4 separate regions of the Zea mays genome follow, and all the other regions are linked to region 4. Evidence: chromatin contacts called from public Hi-C data. All regions are on one chromosome and are shown on one strand. The core of a region is the stretch at or near the end of the contact, and the rest is flanking DNA. Distances in the headings are between cores, read along the strand shown. Region 1 holds the start of LOC100193585. Region 2 holds the start of LOC100193164 (calcium ion binding protein). Region 3 holds the start of LOC100216725 (Ribosomal protein L12/ ATP-dependent Clp protease adaptor protein ClpS family protein). Region 4 holds the start of LOC100382772 (putative calcium-dependent lipid-binding (CaLB domain) family protein).

Evidence for each region. Hi-C and Micro-C count contacts between places; a contact is called where the count stands out from the background.
Region 1: a Hi-C map of leaf shows a contact between it and region 4, with 7 times the contacts expected there. The contact joins the promoter of LOC100193585 here to the promoter of LOC100382772 in region 4. A contact is called at or near these places in 3 of 25 Hi-C or Micro-C datasets (ear and leaf).
Region 2: a contact with region 4 is called in a Hi-C map of bundle sheath, with 3 times the contacts expected there. The contact joins the promoter of LOC100193164 here to the promoter of LOC100382772 in region 4. A contact is called at or near these places in 3 of 25 Hi-C or Micro-C datasets (bundle sheath, ear and tassel).
Region 3: a Hi-C map of leaf shows a contact between it and region 4, with 6 times the contacts expected there. The contact joins the promoter of LOC100216725 here to the promoter of LOC100382772 in region 4. A contact is called at or near these places in 4 of 25 Hi-C or Micro-C datasets (ear, endosperm and leaf).

What each region holds. Positions count from the first base shown.
Region 1 is chr5:121,737,253-121,741,560 of Zm-B73-REFERENCE-NAM-5.0, reverse strand. LOC100193585 reads right to left here and starts at 1,543. Exons shown (of 1, transcript NM_001138692.1): 1 at 1-1,543. The coding sequence starts at 1,424. The coding sequence ends at 762.
Region 2 is chr5:121,824,916-121,829,494 of Zm-B73-REFERENCE-NAM-5.0, reverse strand. It overlaps LOC100193164 (calcium ion binding protein), which reads left to right and starts at 1,300. Exons shown (of 5, transcript NM_001138320.1): 1 at 1,300-1,575; 2 at 1,989-2,224; 3 at 3,755-3,954. The coding sequence starts at 2,032.
Region 3 is chr5:120,326,978-120,331,668 of Zm-B73-REFERENCE-NAM-5.0, reverse strand. LOC100216725 (Ribosomal protein L12/ ATP-dependent Clp protease adaptor protein ClpS family protein) reads right to left here and starts at 2,082. Exons shown (of 1, transcript NM_001143130.1): 1 at 592-2,082. The coding sequence starts at 1,434. The coding sequence ends at 856. It also overlaps the pseudogene LOC103626825.
Region 4 is chr5:121,036,074-121,040,315 of Zm-B73-REFERENCE-NAM-5.0, reverse strand. It overlaps LOC100382772 (putative calcium-dependent lipid-binding (CaLB domain) family protein), which reads left to right and starts at 1,359. Exons shown (of 9, transcript NM_001175481.1): 1 at 1,359-1,450; 2 at 1,797-1,876; 3 at 2,175-2,259; 4 at 2,566-2,641; 5 at 2,874-3,037; 6 at 3,231-3,348; 7 at 3,444-3,560; 8 at 3,645-3,740; 9 at 3,876-4,242. The coding sequence starts at 1,846. The coding sequence ends at 4,157.

The DNA.
Region 1 (4,308 bases), core at 294-2,793, 700 kb before region 4:
GGTAGCGGATAAGAACAGGGTAGCAGAGTTGGCAACGAGCACCAAGGAGACAACGACGACGTTGTTGTTGAAGATGATAGTGATCACTGAAGTTGAAGACCGACGGACACGACGAGACCGCAGTTGCAAGCAAATTTTTGACTACATTTTAAAACATGGCAAGCCCAGCAAGCCTCATAGCGAGTTGAGAGTAGCGCCCGACGACCTGGTGGAATAGGATGTTGTCGCGACCAGAGGGAACAAGGATGGCACAACGTAGGAGATGCAAACTATCAGCGACGATGGCGCGTCAAGGCTGCACAGATCGACGGCACGGGGAACGGCTGGGAGATGGAGTAGGGCACACGATATCTCGGAATCAGGCTCAGAGACGGTGACCGGCACACGAGGATAGCGGGGTGTCCACAATGACAGAAGAGAAGTTGTGTCCATGGTGGTGACGAGGACGCACGATGTCCATGGTCAAGGCGTGGTCGAGCACTTTGGACCGATGAAGCGAAGTTCGACGATAAGCACCATGGAGGAATCGGCGACGTTGCTACACACGACGCGGAGACGAACGACGACAACCCACAACAGCACCACACATACGGCATCAACACACTGAGCAGCGGTTGTGCTTCCGTGGTGAGGAGACTGGAGCCAGGGCTAGACGTCGGCGTCATGGCGGGCTAATCGAAGGCGAACGAACTGGCCATCAGCGAGCTGGGCGATGACTAAAACATCAGCAAACGCACAACAGCACGAGAAGATGTGATAGCCTAGGCAAGGTCAACGACCGGTGAGGAGGCAAGGAGAACGGCGGCTGGCGAGCTCGCGATGGCGCCATAGATTGGAGGCAGAGGAGACGGCCAAAACCGAGGACAGAAAGCCATGGCTACTGCTCCGACGGCTAGAGCGAAGTTGAGAAAGACAGACTGCATCTTGGCACCAGAGAAGAGCTCCACGGTCGGACCTAGTTGGAGCAGGGCACGCTTCCATGGGCTAGCAAGGGAAGGATGAGTCCGACGACTCGACGCCGGCCGCACGCCCGCAACCAGGGAAGGAACAGCGGCCATGGGCGGACAGAGGAGCAGGCGTGCGCGCACGGACAACAGCGAAGAGCTCGGCCATGGGAAGGGAGAGGAGGGAAGCCGAGCGAGCAGGAAGCCTGCGCGCGCGTGGGGGCTAGGGAGATGGGGCGAGCTGCAGCCCGTGGCCATGGGCGAGCTCGGTACCAGGAGGAGCGCGCCATGGGGATGAGGGAGAATCTCGGCTGGGCGGCGGCCTGAAGAACGAGCAGAGGGATGGGCGCGCAGCCAGCCTGAAGGAGCAGGAGCTAAGGCGAGCTGCGCGCGGGGAAGGAAGACGCGAGGGAGAGAGAGTTCGGCATGGGCGCGGTAGCCAAGGCAGACACGGCCCGGCAGAGCGTCGACCAGGGCCATGGCGAGGGAGCTCCGAGCAGAGGGGCCAGGGGCGAGGAGGGAGATGGGGCACGCGCCATGGAAGAGGGCAGGAGCGGCAGCACGGGAGCAGGAACGGAGCGCTGGCGACGGAAATATCCCAGGCGCTGAGTGGCGTGGAGAGGATAAGAGCGCACGTAGAAAAAAAAAAAATCCTCAGCAGCAGCAGCTGTCAAGTCAAAGCACAGTGGCGACCAGATTTTTCTACGCAAGGGAAGATGAGGATGACGACTGAAAAATCAGAGAGTGGGAGGATGAGGATGGTTGCTCCAAAAAAATTTGAGCCACTGCACGTAACTGAACAGAGAGAGACGAGTACATCGGCTGAATGGCTGAGGGAAAATATCAAGAGCCGAGCGCTTGCAGAAAGGGGAAAAATGATTTTTTTTTCCTTTTATTAGCACAGATAAATATGTATTCTAGGATTAGGGTTTAAAAGAGACATAAATGGGTTGGATTAAAATACTATCGGATACAAAAATTTAAATAGAATCTAATTTGGTGATTACTCTCGGAATCACATGAATTTTTACCAGTTAGCTATATCTGAAGATTTGGATCTAGGCGAGAAATAACATACCGAATTAAACTGATTTTGGCTTCGATAATTTGCGCTGAAAACTTTATTCGTCGAATTCTAAATAAATTGGCTTGGGGCAAAATTACAAGGCTGAGTTTTTGCCCGATGTCGACGGATCAAACTCAACGATATCTGGTTCTATATTTATTAGACATTCGATTTAGTTGAACCAAAACAAATTTCGCCGCTATTATGTGTTAAAGTCTGCACTCGTGGTCGAGCAGACGATAAACACCGGGGGTGTTACAACCCTCCCCCTTAAAAGAATCTCGTCCCGAGATTCGGAACGAAAGACTTTTAAGAGTAGAGAATAATGTAACTCCTGTCCATATCAGTGATAATCATAAGACAGTCCTGAGCGAAGGCGAGTGCCTCAGGATGTTGTTTCTCTAGTGGACATAACATATATCGCCTTAAGCTAATTTAGAGATGTCCAACAATAGAGACGATGTCTGCCAGAAGAACACATAAGGTTCCATGTGTGCAGTTTGCTTTTTCTGATGACACTGTACTATCTGAGTCTGTTGGGCGAGCGGTAGATATGCGACTTTACCCAAATATAATTAGTTGCAACCTCTCGGGTAAAACACATAGAAAGAGGTTTACCAACAAGTGGTCACGGTAAGTTCATAGCACACGAGATGAGTGTGAATGTCGAACAACATCATAGTTAACTCGTGTTAGCCAGAGAATCCAAGTCCAAGAAAATGATAGACTCGAAAAATCACCAGCGAAAGGATCTGTAATTGCTGACTTCGTGTCTAATCCATTTTATCAAGCACTAGGCATGGCTCGACTTGATCACACATGCTGGAAAAGCACACGTGAGGCGATCGAGGCATGACTAGAGCGATAATTAGGTGGTTATTGGCTGACTTAATCTTGATTCTTATAAACACTTCCTTAAGAGGGGTTGTACAAAAGTGAGTTTAAACAACTCGACAAAACGATCTCTAAACTCAACCATTGTTCACAATGTAGCTACAAGTTAGTAAACCAACTTGTTTAACTACCTTTGACATTGAGCAGGTCCTGTTAGTACTATCGGTAAGCCAAGGGTTAAGAGTTCACATTTGCTAGCAAAAGGACATGCATTTGGGTAGAAATCCATTTGGTCAAGTTGTTCATCCATTTCTTCATGCGAGATGAACTGACTTGGTTAGGGAATACATGGATTAAATAAGAGAGCGAATGAACAAATTCCTGCATCTGAGCAGCAGGGAAAATCAATCTCCATTTTTAATGAAGACTTCTGAATTGGTAAGAACTTTACTTAAGGAACACATCAGAGTTATATACTCTTTTGATCCAATAGTGATGGCATAGGTTGTTTGATTGTTTCAGCAAACAGCACAAAAAATTGTTTCAAGGGAGGAGTCCACGGAAGATCACACATCAGTGTAGTTCCACAATGGATCATGACTAGAGACCTCAGTACCAACATGCGCTAAGCAGTATAACCTTGCGTGTACATTCACAAGGGGCTCTCAGTTTCACGGCGGTACCATAATTCATTAATCGAGACACCATTATCGAACTGGCACCAATAATGAATCTCACATGGTAAGAATAGTTTGTGCAGAGACAACATATCGATATAGTCTCATAATGGATTATGACTACTAACTGTGATACCAGCGCGTGCCAAGTAGTGCAACCATGTGTGTGCACCCACAGGAGGCCCTCGGTTTCATCGCGGTGCCATCGGTTTTAGTCATAACACCATTGCCAGACGTAATTAATAGGAAATCTTACGTGGCACAAATGGATTGAGCAAGGGTAACAATATATAAAGAGACTCCACCTGTAAGAATAATTACAAGTAGAGAGCCAAGTAGATCATGGACTGATGAAATGAACAAGACATGGCCATAACCTAAATTGGTTGATGAAGGGAGTATGACGGGAGACTGTTAATTCAACCCCAAGCATATTTCTATGCCCATCATAGAGATTACAAGGTCAAGGATTAGTATCTGATTAGATACGGAGGGGAAAACAATCATAAGATTAAGTTAATATGCCTTCGATAGATATGAGGAAACCAAAGGCATCAAACTCAAGAAAATGATCGGGCATGTCTTTCCTGGGTTAGGTTGATAAAGCAACATGGCGATCCTTAAGAACAAGTAAACTGGATAAGGGACATCAGCTTGTGCCAATCGAACAAGGGCATGGTCTAAGATGGAAATATGACAACTAAAATCTCACAGATTAAATAGCGAGAACACGGACTCGAGATCCTAGCTTTAAGCCCATGCACATCTTGTGTTGGATAAAGAAATT
Region 2 (4,579 bases), core at 51-2,550, 790 kb before region 4:
GACCTGGACTCCTCATCGCCAAGATAACCTATGCCACGCTATGGGCCTTGGTTGTCCAATATCTCAGACCTGGACTCCTCATCGCCAAGATAACCTAAGCGTAGCAGGCGCCACCATGTCCTCCTCGACGGCACGCACGGAGAAAGGCTAGGAGCATGACCGACTCGCGTCATACCCGCGTCAACGAGTGTCGGTCGGCTCACGGCTGTGACCGTGGGCGGGGGCAGTAGGTTGGGGAGGAAGAACAGAGCGAAGGCCGGGAACACGAACGGGATGTCCGACGACGGCGAAAATGATGGTGCACGCATGATGTGAAACATCCTCGTGGACGTGCAATAGCCACTGCGCGAATCGGTGTCGAGGCTGGTGTCGGACGAATACGGGTAGGAGGCGCATGCTCCTGCGCCCTCGGCCGAGAATGGGGTGGCGCAGAGGTGGAGGCATGAGGGGAGAGAGAAAAGAAGTAGAATGGCGAACGAGGTAGTGGCAACTGAGGCGAGGACCATCATTATCGTGCGGAGGTATAGATGGCCAAATATGTCGTGTCTGGCGAGCCGGCCCGAGGCATGACCCATTTAATATATAGTGCCTAGGCCAACCCGGCACGAGCGTCGTGCGGTGCTTGGGCCGTAGCCTCAGGCCGTAGTGCTGATCCGACCCGACACGATTATTTTTTTTTATTTTACAAAAAATCACATATACATATTTACAACTTATATTCAATATTATAAACATTTGAGCATGATGTTCTACTGGTTCGACAGATTTGTCTAGTGTCTCCCACCCTTCTTGCTTCACGGTGTGAGTTCAAACCCCACCTCTTGCACTGCTAAACTGGTGTTTTAAGTATAGTAGAGAGTAGAGATATAGATAATTAGAGCATTTGTTGATCAACATATAATAATGTTTAAAATTTAAAATACCTCCATGCCTAGTAGAGAGTAGAGATATAGATAATTAGAGCATTTGTTGATCAACATATAATAATGTTTAAAATTTAAAATACCTCCATGCCTTATACTATTTTGAGACTAGGATGCTCGCTAGTGGGTGCTCGCTAATGTTGTTTGTGCTAGCCTTGTATATCTTATCTTCTATTTTAAATTGTATTTTATAAATAGTACAGTGCAAAATATTGTACATGGTGTGCTGGCCACAACCTAATAAAGTTTAAAAGAAAATTTTGGAATATTTGTGCAATGCTGACATCAGCAGCAGGAGGAACGCGTGTTGGATGGAGTTGGCGCGCCGCGGGCGTTTCGCGCGCCGCGCGCATGCGTTTCACCGGGCGCCTGCTCTCGCAGTAGTCGTAGGCTGCCCACGGCCCTCGGCGCCGAACACGCATCTGCTTCTCCTCTCGATCCCATCCGCATTCCCATCCCATCCACTCCACCACCAGATCCCCGCGAGCGTAGCCTCTCCTCCTCCCCTCTCACGTCCCACCGCATGCGCAACACGCGCCTGCCTTCCCGGTCCAGCCCCCTGCCCCCAGGTGTTGCGTCCCCCGTCGATCGCCACTCGACCCTGCTGGTGGAGTGAGTGCCGGTGATCCATCCGGAGTTGGATTTGTCCTCGGTAAGGAGATCCGTTCATTTTGTGCCGTGGAATATTGATGTTTTCGCTGCTGTGGGCACCTGAATTCTCAAGTTCCTTTCTAATGATCTTTCTGATCTGCTGGTTAATCGTTACCCATTTTTAATGCATGGTGCTTCCATCGTTACCTGTTTTCGACTGAATTTGATTGATATAGGTTAGATTTACTATGTAAATAACTTGTTACATTTATAAGGACAAGATCTTGTTCTTAGCACCATGATTCTTAGGTGTCTTTATTTCATCTCTTATATAAATCATGTCTCAAACTGTCTTTTATGGTTTTTGAGGTCACTGCCTTTCATTGTGGCCGTACTAGATTCATCTCAAATCTAGGCTACAGTGGATATTGCTAATTTGTAATTTCTCACCATGAATATTATTTATGTCTCCAGGCAAGGAGGTTTTGCACCATACAAGATCGTCAAAATTGCCGAAATGGGAGGTATAATTAGTGGGGACTCGCCTAGGCACAGCTCACCAGCATCGAAGTTAGAGAAAAAGATGGTTGACGCTATGCAACAGAGGGCATTAAAAGGAACCTCTGTGAAATCATTCAATAGTGTCATCATGAAATTTCCTAAAATCGACGAGAGTTTGAGAAACTGCAGGACTATCTTCCAGGAATTTGGTGAGCTTTACCCCTTTATCTGAACCAACACTATGGTACCGTGCATTTAAATGTCAAAACTTCACATAAAACTTGATGTATAGTTGAAATATGTAAATTTATTTAGAGGTAGCCCTGAACAAGTTATGAACTTTGGGTAGTCTTTATTCTACAATATTGTTTTTGAATTATAGTTTATTTTTACTTCATCTGATGTATAACTACTGGATAAAACTAACTGTTGGGGACTTGTTCTCAAATGCTAAGAGTTAAGAACAAGGCAACATAAAAAGTGTTAAATATTAAAGTCCTTCGTCCTTCAAGACATTATGTCCCTTCGGATATAATGAATTCCGGACGAAGGTTGTGAAGGAAAAAACCTTCGTAAGCACAATAAATGATAAGGAAGAATTCATATACGAAATACGAAAAATAATATAAACATTATCATCAACTTATTTTTATTTGCATTACCATATCTAGAATAACAAATTATAAATGTATCTTCGGTTTGACGGAAAGTAAGGGTACAGGCGTGATGTAAAAAGCGAATGCCAAGTCAGCGTGAACAGTACGGGGGTACTGTTCATCTATTTATAGGCAAGGGACGCAGCCCATGTAGAATTACATTCATGCCCTTTACATTTATCAATAACTCTATAGTAATTCTTCGAGGTCTAATTTGCCTTTTTATCTTTAAGTCGGTTCCCCTTCTCTGCTGTCATGCCGAAGCTTTTCTGCGCACAGCTTCGTGATCACCTTATCCTTCGTCATAATCACCTTTCGTCTCGCTCAGGCTTCGTCCTGACCATGCTCTTGTATACTCATGACCCGATTCCGAAGATACCTGTTCACATATTTCACTTGAAAAATATTGTCAAATCATGTTTTTGAGGAACTTCGAAAGCCGAAGGCCCCCAACACTAACATAAACAAATTGTTTTGAGTCCAGCTAAATGAAATGAGGTTCCACCTGTTTTGATAATCCAACGAAAAGCAAATATATTTTCCAAATAGCAGAGCTTCACGTAGAACACATTCTTCAAACTCTGGTGCCACCACACAATGCATGCTCACTGGGTTTATAGGCACCAAAGTCTCATACTGCCTTTGGTCTAATGAGGTCAGATAAATGCCTCATGCATATAACAGTTATCTTTCTCCAAATTTAACACGTGATCCTGGGCATTGCATTATGCCAAGGAGTGAATTCAGGCGAAATCCACCACATGAAATTTAACACATCCCTCTTGGTTATGGCTCTTTTTGGCAGATTTAAGGTAAATGCACCTGTAGATTTCAATCCATTAAAATAACTGAGCACAATATAGATCTCCCCAAGTTCTGTCCCATTTTACTTGCTTCTGAGACATGCTTTGACATTAATGTGAGAAATTTGTTGCCATCTGCATGAACTGGTCTAGAATCCAGACTTTCCCTGTCTAAATGAAATGTAAATACTGACCATCAATTGTCTCTCATCCTTGACTTTAGGTGTTTCAGCAAACCTTTTTATAGTGTTTTGACAAACGTTGTTTTGCATTTATGCAGATGAAGATTCCAATGGTGAAATAGATCAACTGGAACTCAAGCGTTGTTTCCAAAATTTGGGTATCGAATCAACTGATGAGGAGATAAAAGATCTTTTTGAGGCATGTGACATATATGAACATATGGGCATGAAGTTCAACGAGTTTATTGTCTTCCTGTGCCTTGTTTATCTTCTAAATGACCCTGCAGTGTCTGAAGCAGTATCCTTGACACAATACAAAATATCTACTGTTCAAAGTTCACTTTGTCTATTTCTTTAGCGCAGGAAATTGACATAATATGTCAATTTTATAAATTTTTCCAGTCTAATTCTTTATGTCTATGGCAAAAATAAAATACTACACTTATGGTATGTGTTTACCTGAGATTTAGAACTAATCATGGTATACTAATGTCTCTACTTTGTTGCATTCAGTAAGGTATATATATTTTTTCTTGAACACGCATGATCGCTATGCATCATTACATTAAGAAGAAAAAAATAAGATAATAAAACACACAAGACACACCTGGTCACACCAATATGTCCAAATTAAATAGACTCGCCATTGACACACAAAGTAGGTGACCTTGACCCAAAATTAACTCTCATTCTATCTCTAAGGCATATTAGTAGAACAAATAAAGTTTTTCTGTCAGGTTTTTAGGATAAAAGTTTTGAAAAGAATTTTAATAGACAAAACTAATAATTGAACTTTCTTGTATGAATATTTTGTATTATGTCGTATTTGTTAGAGTATTAGACATGCCTCAAGTTGATTTCCTATTTTACGAGTTCTTTTATTCTATCACTTTGGATATTGCTTGTGCCCTTGACATTATACC
Region 3 (4,691 bases), core at 833-3,332, 710 kb after region 4:
GGCTCCAGCAGGTATCCCGAAATGTGGATCACGGTGGACGGCTTCGTGCTGCTGCACGTCAAGAGCCTGCAGTGGAAGTTCCGGGGCAACGAGACGCTGCTCGTCGACCAGGCGCCGGTGCAGGTGATCTGGGACGTTCACGACTGGCTCTTCGCCGGACCAGGTGCGCAGGCAGTCTTTGTCTTCAAGCCTGGTGCGCCGCCGGAGATAAAAGAGGACAGTGGAGGGAATAGCATCGAGGATGACGGGACTGACTTTTGCTTCTTCCTCCAAGCACGGAGGATGGAATGAGGGAGTCACATGCAGGATAGGGTTCAAATTTGAAGGGCAAGGCAATGATGTTGTCCTTGCGCCACTGGTATGTTGATATGAATGACATCGAATGCTTATCCAGCTTTACAAATTTGTAATGAGGAACACTTCAACTGAATCAAAGTTTTTGTTACTGGAAACTAAATCCAACCATACCAGATCTACAACAACAGAACTTTTTTTACACTGCAATGTAACTGACATAGAGAATATATCAGGGTACCTAAGCAACTGCGAAGTGTTCATAACTCATAGAGGATACAACAAGAACATCAGATTCATGGTATTGGCCCTGATGGCAACATCCATTCACTCCACCAAATAAGTTGTGTAGAGCCCAAAGAACTGCTTATTCTAGAACAAGTCATGAATATCATCATAGCAACTAAATCTCTAGTTTCCCTCTCGCCTTGGTTACCAACGTAGATGTAAACTATTTTCTCCATCAGCATAAAGGCACTGCAATGTGCAATTCAAATGCTTGATCATGGCAACAAAAATAGGAAATAAAAGTGTGTTGTGTCGAGATGGTCATCCCTTCGTTCACTCCATGACAGCAACACCGCCAGCTGCCTTTATCTTCCCTATGATTGCTTCTGCTTCGTCCTTTGTGAGCGATTGCTTCAGAATGACTGGGGCCTTCTCCACTAGCTCCTTTGCCTCCTTCAGCCCCAAATCCGTAAAGGTCCTGATCTCCTTGATAATCTTGATCTTTGCAGCAGCATCGAATTTCTCCAACTTGACATCGAAGACTGTCTTCTCAGCTTTCTTTTCCTCAGCCTTTCCGGCACCGACCCCCGCACCACCCTGAGCACCAAAACTGAAACCCTGGCCGGAGATAGCCTGTGGCGGCTCTTGGTTCAGTCTGAATAGAAGGGCTGGAGCAATCTGTTTGATCTCCTCAGGAGGGAGAGCAGCGATGCGGTCAGCTAGATCCACAACTTTCTCTGACGGTAGCGACATAGGCCCGTATGGGTCGTATACATCAGGGTACTTGTACTTCTTAGCACCCGTGTCCTTTGCAGCCTCGGTGCTGTATAGATGAGCCCAAATTACTGAAAGACGATTCACAGAGGATGGTTTTGAAAGACATAGTCGGCGTGCTATTGTACATAGACTCATCCTAATATCAGTTAGATGAGTGTGATGCTCTCCTCCTGAAACATAACAAACTAGTATCAATCAGTACTAAATGAGACTTGATGAAAAACTTTCACAGTCCACTCTGAATGAAGCACGCTGATACAATAAGCATCATAAACATGGATACATGATAGTTTAAATGGGATCGAGTACATAGATTTACAAAGGCAGTAGGTGCCATTCGGGATTAGAGTGGCCATTTTACAAGTTTTTAAGGTATCCCATTTACACAAATAGAAAACATAATAACTTGTGCCAGAAATGTGTCCCTTTCATACGAACCCCCCACCCACTTTTCAGTCTCCCAGTTTCTGTGTTCTGCGTGGGAGCACACCGATATTCAGGAGAGAGCTCAAGGTCACCTATTCAAATGCAGGGGAGGATCCAGTACAGGACATCGGTGGACATATGATGTGCATGCGATAAATCCTTTTTTTGCGAAAAAAACGAAGTTTGTGTGTACAATTATAATACATATGCATGTAACTGCGTCAGATCTGGATACTCATAGCTTAACATTTAGGGTTTGGGGTAGTCCATTTCGCACAGCTATGAAGGTGAAGATACGGGAAGGGAGTACCAGATGAATGCTCGTCGCCGGTGAATGGCCCGACGAAGAGGGCGGCGCCGCCGCCAGGAAGCAACGACCACGAGAGAGCGTGAGGTAAACGGCAGTGGGAGGTGAACGGGAGAGGTAGTTAGACCGGCTCGATCAGCCAGCCCAGTAGGCCCAGCGAGAACCAACGGGCCTACTCCTACTGATAGGAGCACTCATGGGAAAGTATCGGCCTGTTTTCTGCCCTCTTTTTTTGTTTTTTGCTATAAACCGTTTCTCTTTTTCTTGTAATAATATCTTTACGGGTAATTAGTTCGAGTCATTAATGTATGAAAGTATGAGTACGGAATAAACTTCAAACAAACCAAATACTAGGACGGGAGTACTAGAACGGGACACCGGACTAAGTCAATTGTTGGGATCTGCTTTGCCGAAGGTTCTCAACTCGTCTTAGTTCGGTATAAATAAATATGTTTCAGGTATACAGTTAAGAGAAAATGAAGGTGGCCTTCGAATCAAAACGGTGAGTGTCACACCCGGCTTTAAGGGATAAAGCCAGATGCATCTCATACATGCGCCAAGAAGACAACATATATAATAACAGAGTGTGTAGAGATAAATGTCACAATAATCAGAGTATTTATTACATAGCGGAAGACTTATTATAAAATAAAAGAATAAATATAAAACGAACTAAGGATCGTCGGCGCCAATGTCAACTGAGAAACGCCATCTAGATCAGATCATACTCCTCGCCTTGTGGCTCCTCCTGAACCACCTGCTCTTCTCCTGTGGGGGGTTGTCTAAATATCCTCCGAGTGTGTCGATTGGGAGGTAAATCAATTCCACCACCCCGCCTGGTATTGACCATCTGAGTTAGATACATATGGTAAGAGAATAGTAGACAAGGCAGGTATTTACAAATCAGGTTACTTTGGGGGATTTTATTAGCTAAGCAGATTAATATCTTCCCTACCATAGCTAATTCAATACCTTATGGTGGTACATGCTAAGATGTCCATCTATAATAATTCAATCAATCAAAGAAGCAAATCAGGCATTTATCATCAACACAATCAACCAATCATTTTTTTAAATAAAGAAAACAGTTTTAAATTTTGTCTTGGGTTCCCTATCTCTTAAAAGATCATAGTGGTAGGACTCCAAGGTGTGAAATCCATCTTGTCTTAGAATAGAGGAGGTAAGAATGATCAGAGTAGAACAACAAAAGGTGAGACAAGATCAAGATGAGATGAGTATAGAATGAGTCAGAGTAAGGTAAGTAGGAAAGGGTCTGTCCATTTCTATCTAGGTTTCGTCCTATAGTCAACATTTCCTCTGATACCACTTCTGTCACACCCGGCTTTAAGGAACAAAGCCAGGTACATCTCATACATGCGCCAAGAAGACAACATATATAATAACAGAGTGTATAGAGATAAATGTCACAAAACATCAGAGTACTTATTACATAGCGGAAGACTTATTACAAAATAAAAGGATAAACATAAAACGAACTAAGGATCGTCAGCGCCAATGTCAACTGAGAAACGCCACCTAGATCAGATCAAACTCCTCGCCTTGTGGCTCCTCCTGAACCACCTGCTCTTCTCCTGTGGGGGTGTGAGACAGCAAGGGTGAGCTCACACGTGTTCATCACTCAACAAGTTGTGGGGAATAATATGACATGAACTCACCAAAGGTGGGAGCTCATGGAGTGTAAGGCTTATCAAAGAGAATGGTTAAAGCTGAGCATTGCTTTTAATGTTGGTCAAACTTTTATTAGCAATTACTAGATGTAAGTAAATACCAAACCTTAATAAATAATAGAACAAAATTAATAATAAACCCATGCATATGCAAATGACAAAATTGAATTTAAGTTCCATAATTTAATCATCAGAGAGTCCTGAGCTGCTCATGACCGTGAGCTCGGCTAGTATACCAGTTTTACACTCTGCAGAGGTTGTACCCTTTACCCACAAGTCAAGTTACCCATCTGCCAAGGGATCGCGACTTCCCATACACCTCTACCGAGGAGGCAAGGCAGGGTAACACTACGAGGCCTTTACAAAGTTCCACTAGCTTCAGAAAACCCGCTACAGTTTATAGGAAGCTCCAATGCAGGGTTCTTGCCTGACCGCCATCGCAGCAAAATCAACCAAGGACCTCCCTACATTGACCACTCCCCTACTGTCCTTGCCCCTTTCGGGTAAGGTAGTCATCCACTAGCTTTTCTAATTAATCAGCCAAGGGCGTCCATAAACCCTTGTGGTGGCACGTGTTTCTCAAGTTAAGCTCTATGTTCCAATTAAGATTAATGATCTTGACATGAACATAAATAGAATAACAAAATAACTGGAACATAGATATGATAAATAATTATCCCAAATCCATGTAAAGCAATAGCAAACTACCCAAATGATTCAGGGGTAAACAAGGTAATGAGATAAACAATCTAGGGTAACCTATTGGGTCCCATCAAAATTAACCTATGCATGAATAAATGATATTAAAGAACATTATTGGGTAAAAAGTGGTCAAGGGCACAACTTGCCTTCAATGAGCTCCTGCTCAGCTACTTCTATCTGCTGCTCACCAGGATCCTCATTCACGGGCTCTTCTACTCGCCACAATACAAACAAGCACAGTATATAGAGAAATCAACATCACACCAAAC
Region 4 (4,242 bases), core at 110-2,609:
CAACTAGGCATGGCAACGTAAAATTCCCTGTTGGGGAATAGCTTCTCATTCTCGTTCCCGGATGAAATTTCTCAGCGGGGATCTCAATGGACGCTTGTGGGAGACATTTTATTCTCCATCATCGACCTCGCGAGGCCGACGGGATCCTCATCCTCACTTCAATTAAAATTAGAACGTGTGTTTTTTGTTATTAATGTAAAATATTGTTACTTATATACATTGTTAGATTAGATGTAAAAATTATTATGTGTACATTAAAATGAATATATGTGTAAAATAAGAGATCTCTTGACAAAGTAATTATTTATTTATATCATTAACTATTACACGAAAACATCGTCACGTGCAAGCTTAACTAATACCCATAGAAAACGGGGATGAAAAATGTTTCTATGTCCTTGTTTACTCGTTTATATTCCTATCTTTTAATAGATTAATTCTAAATCGGGACCTCAATGGCATCTCCAGATACAACCTTTTAGAATTCATGTTACATCGCGAGGGACCTTAAACTCTATATAACCACGTCATCGCGCATCAAAGACACAAAATCAAATTGCAATAAACTTACTGACAAAGTGCCAATGTCGGTGTTACGTCATGTGGCAAACATCCGAATTCTTTCGGATTTCTTAGCGCCAGTGTTTAAAGAAAAGTTTTGGGGTGGGATGGGGCATGAACGTCACAATTAGGGATGAATTGAACCAAAACGATCGGAAAAACTCCACTCATATTTATGTTACCATATTTTTTATTGAAAACGGGAGCGGAAGCGGGAGCGGTGCCAGAAACGAAAACGGTTGTGCAATATATGATTACACAAAAACGGATTAAAACGAATGGATATATAACAAAAACGGATAGTAACCGAAAACTTTGTCCGAAATATACAATATTATGCAATCACTCAACAAACTCCAATATTAAGAGTTTAGGACACTATAAATAACAACTTCACAAGTTTAAAAGTTAGCAAAAAAAAACATATGTTTTTAAAGATCAACATGTTGCGCAAAGGCAATACTTTTTTCATCAACATTCTTTAATCATAAACCACGAAATTACATATACATAAGATAACATCCCGTTTCGTTATCGTTTTTTTTTCCACAAATACGAAAACGTATGGATAAAAACAGAATATCGTATATGAAACCGGATTTTTTGTCCGTTTTCGCAGGAAAATGGTAGTCTTGCAAGTTTGCAATTTGCCCCGAGAATAATAAAAAAACCCTGCACATGGGCCAGACCGTCAGCCTCCTGTGGCACGTGTGAACAGCCGACCAGGCCACGTGGACCACCTGTTCTAGTTCTAGTGATCAGAGGGGAGGGAAGGGGAGGTGAACGGAGGGAGCGGAGGAAGATCTCGGGCTCTCAGAGCTGCATCCTGAACCCATCGCGTAGGAAGGGGCAAAGGAGTCGGAGCTGATCCGGCAGTCGCTCTCTCTCGGTAAGCAATTATACACTTCTTTCATCATTTGGGTACCCCTGATCTGTGGCGCATTCGTCCCCATCAATCGCGTTCGTTTGGGCTCCTGATTTCTCCGATGCTGAATCGCATGGGGTAGTTGGCGCTGTGTAGACTTGCGATTCGCGATTCTTCTCTGAGTAATTGGGCTGCCACCTGCGCTTGGTCCCAATTCACAGTAAAATCTACGCATTGCGTGGCCACGTTGGCTAGGAATTTGGAAGCAAGTACTCTCCGCTTTCAGTAATCCCAACGGTATTCTTCAAACTTTGGAATTTACATGCTTCTTTTATTCACGTTTTTTTCGTGCTCAACATCCATTTGGCAGGATTGAGTACGATTTGACGCATTTGCGGCCGAGCTTTCTTGCACCCAAGATGAGTGGGCATGGTGACACTGCGACCTCAGGTATGCGTAAATGGCTTTCTGTGACCACCTCGGAGTGGCATGGCACAAATTCCTGGTGCTCGCACTGGAATATTCTGTAGCAACCTTGAGCAAATACATATATGTTCGTGATAATGCACACACGATCTGCCGAAAACACAAGTGCAATTTTTTCCCTGAAGGCTTTCCAATTTTTGACACTTTTTGCTACATTTATGGTACAGCCACTAGTTTTCTCTATCAAGTATACTTATATTATGTATTAAGGTCACAGCAGCTTCGCTTATATTATGAACTCACATTCACCTTTGCCTTCCAGCTAAGATGGCGAAACTGAAGGAGTTGTTGCAAAAGAGTGAAAACCACATTTGTGCTGACTGTGGTGCATCTGATCCCAAATGGGCGTAAGTATTTGTGTGAGCATGAATAGGTCACCATGTGCTCAATTTCAGTTTGCTTGAACTTTCTGTCTTTTCTCCCATTTGGATATCAGCCCTGGCAGCTGGCAATGCATTTGTGGAAGACATATGAGTAGAACATGTAGAGCAATAATAAATCATGCATAACCTTGCAATATAATTTGGAAAATCCTCTGTTTGGTTCCCCATTCTTTTCTTTTTAACATAACCAGGTCTGTATACTATGCATAGGCCTTTGCTTCAAACTTTTGTGGCTGGAGAAACACAAATAACTGAGGTTTATCTTTGCAGATCAGCTAATATTGGGGTATTCATTTGCGTAAAATGTTCTGGCGTCCATAGAAGTCTCGGTACACATATTTCAAAGGTTTTTGTAGTCACACACTAAAACCAGAAATTACCTTACATGTTTCTTTCTTTCTATTTTTCTTTCCTTTTTTTGTTTGTTTTTAGAGTTTATTACTGTCTGCTAGCAATGATACCATCTTTGCAGGTAGCAATACAACATGCAAAATGCAATTGTTTGTTAGTCTGCAGTATTACTCCATGGTAATATCGTCCTTAATACATATAATGAACCTAATGTTTATCTGACACAGGTTCTGTCAGTGACACTGGACAAGTGGTCTGACAGTGAAGTTGACTCCATGATAGAAGTTGGTGGGAATTCTCAGGCAAACGCAATATATGAGGCTTTTATACCAGAGGGCTACCAGAAGCCACATTCAGATTCTACCCAGGAAGAGCGAGAAAAATTCATCAGGTTTGTGGTTATCTGGAAACGATTTTTTTTTCCCAATGGACACAAGAAATTTTGCCAAGTTCTTTGAAGATTGGTGTCTACTTGTTTTCTTTCCAAGCTTGATCTGCAGAAGGCATTTTTATTGAAGCGCGTGATCCATATTCTCCCTGTCATAAGTTGTCAGCTACCGAAGTATGTATTTCCATTGTTTCAGGTCTAAATATGAGCTGCAGGAATTTCTGAAGCCAAGCTTGCGCATTGTTTCTCATCAGCCTAGTGACTCTGGAAAACATGCCGGAAATGCTTCTCATTCTGATGGTTCCAAGAGTCAAGTATGGCTGCCCAAATTGAACATTTACTATATGTATGGTCACTAATTTGTTGCCCGGTATTTGGGTGTAGTGATTCTTTTTTTTCGTTTTTGCAGGTCGGCATGATCGAGTTCATTGGAATATTGAATGTCAAGGTGATTGGAGGCACCAACCTAGCCATCAGGGATATGTCAAGCAGTGACCCTTATGTCGTCCTGACACTTGGGCAACAGGTAATTTTGGTCGTTTTGTTAGAATCACAACAAAATAAACATATACTTTGTTATCAAATTACAGCGCCCTCTTGTTGATTGCAGAAAGCACAAACTTCAGTAATCAATGGCAACCTGAATCCTGTCTGGAATGAAGAACTGAAGCTCTCTGTTCCCCAGCAATATGGACCTCTGAAGCTGGTAATGAACTACACCATTACTATATATCACATACAGTAACAGATAATGCCATCTAAATTTTGAGGGTCCCAATAATTATGCCAACTTGAACAAACCCTTTGATCCGTTCTTTCACTCACGCAACAATGAAAGCAGCAAGTGTTCGATCATGACATGGTGTCCAAGGACGACCTCATGGGTGAGGCCGAGATCGACCTGCAGACAATGATCAACGCTGCCGCAGCATTTGGCGACCCGGAGCTGCTGGGCGACATTCAGATCGGCCGGTGGCTCAAGTCCGAGGATAACGCTCTCGTCAGGGACAGCGCCGTGGTGGTCTCTGGTGGCAAGGTGAAGCAAGGGATGGCACTGAAGCTGCAGCACACCGAGTCCGGCGAGCTGGAGTTGGAGATGGAGTGGATGCCGCTTAACGTGTAGAAATCTGCTCAAGTTGCCACCTTTATAATGGGTGTGGGATACAAAGAATTTGTTTTGCTTTTGTTGCCAAGAGAAATTGTTATAT